Linked DNA regions of Macaca mulatta: region 1 is linked to region 2. A link is a contact called in public Hi-C data. All regions are on one chromosome and are shown on one strand. Each heading gives the region's core, a stretch centred on a gene start, on an enhancer-like site or on the middle of the called end of the contact. The rest is flanking DNA. Distances are from core to core; before and after follow the strand shown. Region 1 holds the start of SERGEF (secretion regulating guanine nucleotide exchange factor). Region 2 holds the start of SAAL1 (serum amyloid A like 1).

Region 1 (4,427 bases), core at 674-3,173, 89 kb before region 2:
GCCTTTCTTCCTTACAAACACTCCAGACATATCACACGTGTACATGCATGGATGCACACACACACACACACACACCCCTAACAAGGTAACTGTGGACTGAACTTTATTCCCCCAAAATTCACATGTTGAAGCCCTAACCTTTAGTACCTTACTGTATTTGGAGAGAGGGCCTTTAAAGGGGCAATTAAGGTTAAATGAGGTCATAAGGGTGGGGCCCTAATCCAATATAACTGGTGTCCTTAAAAGAAGAGACACCAGGGATGCTAACACACATAGAAAAGGCCATGTGAGGACACAGTGAAAAAAGCCATGTGAGGACACAGTGAGAAACAGACATCTGCAAGCCGGAGAGAGGCCTCGGGAGAAACCAAACCTACTCACACCTTGATCTTGGCCTTCTAGCCTCTGGAACTGTGAGAAAATAAATTTCTGTTGTTTAAGCCTCTATTGTGTGGTATTTTGTTATGGTAGCCCTAGCCGGCCAACACACCCCCACAGTTTCAGATTATGCAGCAGCAAAAACACACCACCAGTTCTCCAAACACAGCAGAAGGGTGTCAACAACCTATTAAACATATTTTACAGACATACTGTTTCAGTACAGACAAGGCCGAATATTAAAGGTTTGTTTCTGCCTGATGTTTCCTCTGTCCACACAGACGCCAGTCTCCTGCCTGGAAAAAGCCAGAGACAGCACATATTCAATCCCCCAGCTCCCGGGCCACCTCAAAGACGCCAGCCAGCCAGACTACCGCAGGCCATGCTCTCCCTCCTGCCAAACTGTAGCACCACATTCAACAAGTGCCGCCTTGTACTGATCATTACTTCTTTAAAAAATGGTCAATTAATACTGATTTTTAACAGCAATGCAGGTTATACTTTTGCTCTCACCCAACACAAGAACTGGAAGTCTCTCACTCATGTGTATTTCACTCATGTGTATTTCCCCAACACCAGCACATGGGTAGGCACACGGATACTCGTTCACTCATTCGTCAACAAGTATTTACTGGGGACCTACGATGTGCCAGACACCAAGAGAGACACTGTGAACAAGACAGGCACAGCACCCACTCTCACCACACTTACTTTCTAGCCAGAGAGACTGACGTTAATAATAAATTATACACATCATTAAAATTGTGATACGTGCTATGAAGAAGCACAAGACGCAGCGACTGCTCATTCCTGTGCATGCTGGTCGGCCACCTGCCACGCTCCTGTGCACGAAACCTCCTGTCTCCCAAACACACATCAAGATGACCCCGTCTCTCCCAATGCTCCCGTTAAACCAACAGCAGCCCAACTCCCCCAAGACAGGCAAGAACAGGTCACAGCAGAGTATCAGCAAATAGGTAGGGTCTGTGCCTTGTGCGCGACCAAACACCGCAGGCCTCACATCCAAAGGATGCACTCGCCAGGCTGGGACACGGCCTCCCTCCTCCAGGCATCAGGAGGGTGGGGGGCACAGGTGGCCCCACGGGGCTCTGGGACCGGGCGATCCTCTCCACCGAGCCCTTCGCGCTATCTTCCAGGCGCTATGCGGGCTGGAGGGCTCTCGCGGAACCAGACGCTCTGCCCCGAGGCAGGTTCTTCCCGCAGCGCCACAGCCCCTCCGGCTCCGGCCCCGCCAGCCGGCAGGCCCCTAAGTCGACCGCAAAGACCCTTCCCTCCCCGCCCGCTCCTCCCCTGCTCCCAGCCCAGGATCCTCCAACCCAGAGCCCGGCTAGGACCTCGGCCACCCAGCCCCTGAACTGCCCAGGCCGCGGCCAGGAGCTCCCACGTCTCGGCGCCCCTCAGCTGGCCCTGGCTCGGGGGCGGAGTCACGTACCCAGGCGAAAAGCACGGCCGCCGCGGGGGCGGCCTCTGAGGCGCTGGGCTCGCGCTCCATACGAGGTCGCTCTGCTGGCGCTTCCGGGAGGGACCGCACGAGGGCGGGGCCTGCCGGGGAGGGGTGGGCGCGGGAGCCCTGGCGCAGGGGCGGGACCTGGGTCGCGAATGGAGCAGGCGCTGGGAGGGATCTGTGGTGGGAAGGGGCCTGCGGGCCAGGAGAGGGGGTGCGGACGCGCCCTCGGGCCTTTGGGGACCAGTGGTGGGCGGGGCCGAATGACAAACCCGGAGCCGCCTCCCAGTCAGCCCGCCCTGGCGGCGCTCGCAGCGTCTCCGCCCGCAGCCTCCTGTCGCGCTGGGCCTCTCAGCCTCTCGCTCCTCCCCCTCGTACTCTTTATTTTTAGTCATAATTTCATGTTTCATACAGGTGCACTGCGCGCCACAGTTCACAAAGCTCCTTCGTGTTTTTGTCTCCTTGGAGGCCTACGACAGCCCAGAGGGGTTGACAGGGCAGGGATGGCATCACCATTTGCGGGAACAAGAAATGGAGCCTGACGGGTAGGGCAGGGTCCTGCCGGGCATCTCAGGAGCAATTGTCTTGAGCCTGCTTTGATGTGCGTTCGCAAACATCTGAGGGGGCGCCTTGGGAGGCGAGTGGAGTGGCACGTCGCCAGTGTCGCCCTCTGCACCTGGCATGGAGCGGGAACCCGCGCCTCACGACGCTGAATGGGGGAGGCTGGTTAGCGTGGACTCCTGCCGGGGCAGCCTCGGCACGGCCCTGAGCTCATTCTATTAATAATACTGGATAATCGTCACCCAACGAACATTTCCATATAAAATGGCTTTTCTCAGACAGCGTCGTGTTGCTGGTGGGAGTTAAGTTCAATTTATCTGAAGGAAAATATGGCACTGGTATCAGGAATACAGAACACATGGGGTCACATTAAAGATGATCATCCACATTCCGTAGCACTTGGCCCCTCTGCTGACAGGGGTCTCCAGCACTCACCGCCCTTCACACCTGGGCTTCTGGGAAGTGTCTTAGTGAGCTCTTACACTGCTCTTTCCTGTTCTTTCACTCCATCCACTCTTAGGAATTTCTGCCTGTAAGACCACTTGAGGGCAGCCCTCACCTTTCTCTCTCCAACGTGTGGCATCTGGAGAATGTCGATGACCATACCAAGAAAAACGCCAGCTTTGGAGAGATAAAACAGCTCTTCATTCTCTAGGGATCTGAATGTGAAGGAGCTATACCATGCTTGCTGACTCTCTTATGAGTGGGCTTTTTTGTGCTGACCATTTCTTGCTAGCATGTGTAACAAGATGTAAAAATGGGACTCTTCCCCACTCAGTTTTTATTGGGGGAACTCGCCCCCAATATTTCAATGTAGGTTCTTTCTATTTTCCACAAGTGTCGGCCAGCTGAGAAATAAAGAGAAAGAGTACAAAGAGAGGAATTTTACAGCTGGGCCACTGGGGGTGACATCACATATCGGTAGGACCATGATGCCCCCCAAGCTGCAAAACCAGCAAGTTTTTATTAAGGATTTCAAAAGGGGAGGAGGTGTGTGAACAGGGAGTAGGTCACAAAGATCACATGCTTCAAAGGGCAAAAAGGAGAACAAAGATCAAATGCTTCTGAGGAAACAGGATAAGGGCAAAATCAGAAACTCCCGATAAGGGTCCAACAAAGATCACAAGGCAAAGGGCAAAAGCAAAGATCACAAGGCAAAGAGCAAAAGCAGAATTACTGATAAGCGTCTATGTTCAGCAGTGCACGTATTGTCTTGATAAACCTCTTAAACAACAGAAAACAGGATTTGAGAGCAAAGAACCAGTCAGACCTCAAATTTACCAGGATGGGGTTTTTCCCCACCCTAGTAAGCCTGAGGTTACTGCTGGAGACCAGGGTGTATCTCAGTCCTTACCGCAACCGCATAAGACAGACATTCCCAGAGTGGCCGTTTGTAGACCTCCCCCCAGGAATACGTTCCTTCCCCAGGGTATTAATTATTAACATTCCTTGCTAGGAAAAGAATTTAGCGATATCTTCCCTACTTGCATGTCCGTTTACAGGCTCTCTGCAAGAAGAAAAATATGGCTCTATTTTGCCTGACCCCACAGGCAGTCAGACCTTATGGTTGTCTTCTCTTGTTCCCTGAAAATCGCTGTTACTCTGTTCTTTTTCAAGGTGCGCTGATTTCATATTGTTCAAACACACATGTTTTACAATCAATTTGTTCAGTTAACACAATTGTCTTAGTGGTCCTGGGTGACGTACATCCTCAGTTTACAAAGACAACAGGATTAAGAGATTAAGGTAAGACAGGTGTAAGAAATTATAAGAGTATTATTTGGGAACTGATAAATGTCCATGAAATCTTCACAATTTATGTTCCTCTGCCGCAGCTCCAGCCGGTCCCTCCGTTTGGGGTCCCTGACTTCCCGCAACAAGTTTTGGCTGAGCAACAAATGCTAGTTACTCCTATATCATAATATAAGGTGCAAGACCACCAAAGCAGGACTGCAAAGCAACTGTCTAGAAACCAGCGTATGACTTTCAGTCTACAAAAAAGGTTAAGAGACCAGAGAAAATT
Region 2 (3,940 bases), core at 139-2,638:
TATTCAGAGGAAAGTACAAGAGTTCAGAGTTGAGAGAGGGCCTAGCATGTTTGGGGATGGTGAACAGTTCGCTGTTGATGGAACATAGTGTATCACGAGAAGATGAGGCTGGAAAATGTATAAACAGCCCTGGATCCCAAGCTTCAAGAAATATGCATTTTTCTCCTATGCAAAGGGAACTAAGCAGTGTCATGAATAGCGCTGTCTTTAAAGATTATTCTGGCAGCTGTGTAGAAAATTAACTGGAGAGGATAGAGAAGAGAAGCAGAGGAACCAATGAGGGAAACATGGGGAGAAGAAAACCCACATTTACTGACAGCCTCCTATAAGTCAAACACCATGCTAAGCACTCTATGGCCATTATAATCTCACTTAACCTACACAATGACCCTATATATAATAATATAAATATTATAATCCCATTTTATAGAAATTAAGAGAGAAATAGAGGTTCTGAGCCGTTAGGTGACCTGCAGCTAGTGGGTAATGAAGCTGTGTTTTTTGTTTTTTTGAGACAGGGTCTCCCTCTGTCCCCCAGCCTGGAGTGCAGTAGCTGGATCACAGCTCACTGCAGCCTCCAACTCCAGGCTCAAACGATCCTCCAGCCTCAGCCTCCTGAGTAGCTGGGACTACAGGTGTGCACCATCACGACCGACTTTTTTTAAGTTTGTAGAAACCAGTTCTGTGTTGCCCAGGCTGGTCTCGAACTCCTGGCTCAAGCGATCCTTCCGCCTCGGCCTCCCAAAGTGTTGGCATTACAGACGTGACCCATCGCGCCTAGTCAGAAGCCACGTTTTTTATATAAAAGTTGTATAACCCTAAAATCACCATTTATTATATTACAACTATAGTCCATGAAATATATAAACTAAGGACCTGGGCTTCAGAAATGACAGTGGGGATGGGGAGTAAAACCCGAGCAATGCAGTTACACGATCGTGTATTTTTGGAGAACTTGCGAAACTACAATAGAACCGCAAGTATTCCAGCATCCCTAACATTATACTTCCCTTTGTGTCGAGAGACCCCGAGGGGCCCCAGATAGTTCTGGGGTCCGCAGCGGCCGGCGAAACGCAACAAGCGAGGTCCCGCAGCGCACGCCTGGGGAGGGGTCTTTGTGGGGATGGCGGCTCCCGGGGCAGGAGGAGCCGCCAGAGGCGGAGCCCGGGTGCCTGGGGGATGTGGGAAGAGCCCACGCGTGGCGCGAGTTTCCACACCTGGATGAGTCCGCTGAGGACGCCGAAGAGCCAGTGTTTGCTGTAAACCGTGCTCCCTATGCAGTCTCCACCGGCCACCTCCTCCTCCTCCTGGTCGCGACCCGGAGGCGGCGGCGAGGGGTTGCGATCCATGACTGCCGCGTCCCGCGTTCGAAGGCCGTGCCGGAAGCTGCGGAGGAGACGACCGGCACCCTAGTGCCAGAGCGCCCGGCGCACCCGGCGGGACTCCCCCTACAGCGCCCCCTGCTGTTCGGAGCTTGGCCAGCCAGCCAAGATGGCTTGACCTCACCCACCCCATTCTACCCAGGACCCAGGCACGAATATACTCATAATTATTTGTCACCCTCACTGAATCAGGTGTTCCATTTCTCCAGGAGCTCTTAGCCTGATTGAAGAAGGAAGGGTGGGGGCAGGGAGGAAGCCTCAGGAACAGATGTGAATCTGAAAGCTAGCGAACTTACTCTATTCGCCCTCTCTTCCTACAATCCTCTGATCTCTGGTCACCATTGCCATTCCTAAAAATATCCGTGGGCGAAGCTGGATGACTTGTAAGGGATTCCAGGGATCCAAACTGATTTGTAAAGCTAAAGAGGCACCATTTGTCCTCATTGGAATGGCAGGTTTTGCAGTAGTTGCTGCATATGGATTATACAAATTGAAGAGCAGGGGAAATAGTAAAATATCGCATCACCTGATCCACATGCGTGTGGCAGTCCAGCTTTGTTGTAGGAGCAATGACTGTTGGTATGGGCTGTTCCATGTATCCGGATTTCTATGCAAAACCTAAACCTTAGAAGAAGAGATGTTGTCGTTGTCTTGTTGGAGGAGCTTGACTCATTAATGAGTCATCTCATTATTGAAGTTACATGTTTATATTGAAAATGAATTATTTGAGTAGGTTCAGATGATACTATGATATTTTGAGTTTTCACTTCCTTTCGTGTAGGCTTGATTTGCCTTGTGACCAAATTATTAGTGACTCTAGTTCACTAACTAGATCATTCAGGGGAGTCAAGTTAACACACAAGAAACACGTCACCTAAATGAACTTGATGGTGTTAAAATGTTCAAATTCTTAAACTGTTAAGATGAAATTAATACTAAAGAAGATAGCAGGCCAGTCCCAAAGTACTCCCAGTTTCCTCCTGAATCTTGCATGCTTTAAATGTTAAGAGTCCAATTTACTCCAGTTAATTTAACTTTTTTCTGTCTGTCTTGTGGACTGGCTGACTCTTTTAGAACTCTTTCAAAAAAGTTGCATGAAATATAACTTGTAAAGCCTCCCACAACTGGCAGTATTGTGTGCATGTGTTTAAACCAAATCTAGAAATCTTACAACAGACCTGCATAGTATTAGTATTGATTAAATAACCATAATTGTAAACATGAGAAAACCTTCATTATGAATTTCAGTTTTGCACTTTTATAATTGCAGAATTACATTTTTGCTGCTGTTATATTAGAATAATTTTTCAGTGTCATCTTGAAACAGAAATATGTATTTTAAGCACCTATGCAAAGGTAAATGAAAAACACTTTTTAAATGGTTGCATTGTTTATTTTCTCCATAAGAATCATAAACATTAAACTAAACAAATTACCTATGATGGAATTGATTTACAACTATCCACTTTGATTTAATGGAATTAAATTTATAGATGATATAACCTACTTCCAGATGAAATTTCAAAAATATCAATATAATGTCCAAACAGGAATGGAGACATGCAATTATTTAAAATAAAATAATGTCCACCTGAATATTTTAAATACTCAGTCATAACTATATTAGAAAACATAATGAAGGTGTCCAATGTTTGCCTAGAATTACTGTGATACTTATGTCAAAGTCAAATAAAACATAGAGGTGAATCTCTAAACTTAAAGCATTTTATTTAGGAAGTAAGAATTGCAATTCACGGCATACACACAGATGAGACAGGTGGTTGTCTTCGATATATAGGGAGAACAAAGAGAAGGTTGGGGGTTTTATAAAAAGGAGAAGTGTTACACATTGTTTTGAAAGAAATTTTATTGGTTTTAGTAAGGTCTGGGGGAGCTTGCAAGCTAGGATTGGTGAGAGATGGCAGCAGGTAAAATTAGTCTTAGAGGCACAGTAGGTTGTTTCAGCAGCTGTTAGATAAAACTGGTCTCCGTTTACAAGAGGCAGTTTCAGCAGCCAGGCTTGCAGAGAGTTACCTTTTTGGAGACAGAGGGTCACCCTATGTTGCTCAGGCTGGTCTCCAACTCCTGATCTCAAGTGATCCTCCCACCTCAGCCTCCCAAAGCGTTAAGATTACAGGCATGAGCCACCACACCCAGCTCATTTCTTTTATTATATACACACATATAGGTTATGTTTACCAACCATCATATTGATGTAAGTCCGCAGTTCAATACTTGCTGGTTTATGCTATATAATTTATGCTAAATGTTGACATATACTTGTGGTATATTATTCGTTTTATTCTTAAAAAAATTAAAATGAGTTTTTAAAAAAAGAGGCCTGGACTGGGCGCGATGGCTCACGCCTATAATCCTAGCACTTTGGGAGGCTGAGGTGAGCTGATCACTTGAGGTCAGGAGTTCAAGACCAGCCTGGAAAACATGGAGAAACCTGGTCTCTACAAAAAATATGAAAATTTGCCAGGTGTGGTTGCACACACCTGTATTCCCAGCTGGGAAGATGGCTTGAGCCTCGGAGGTGGATGTTGCAGTGAGCT

What was found. A called contact is a pair of places that touch in the nucleus more often than the background predicts.
Region 1: a contact with region 2 is called in a Hi-C map of liver, with 3 times the contacts expected there. The contact joins the promoter of SERGEF here to the promoter of SAAL1 in region 2. A contact is called at or near these places in 4 of 14 Hi-C or Micro-C datasets (cortical neurons, fetal cortex germinal zone, fibroblasts and 1 more).

What each region holds. Positions count from the first base shown.
Region 1 is chr14:47,437,841-47,442,267 of T2T-MMU8v2.0, reverse strand. SERGEF (secretion regulating guanine nucleotide exchange factor) reads right to left here and starts at 1,923. Exons shown (of 12, transcript XR_013403975.1): 1 at 1,832-1,923.
Region 2 is chr14:47,349,012-47,352,951 of T2T-MMU8v2.0, reverse strand. SAAL1 (serum amyloid A like 1) reads right to left here and starts at 1,388. Exons shown (of 11, transcript XM_028833579.2): 1 at 1,218-1,388. The coding sequence starts at 1,349.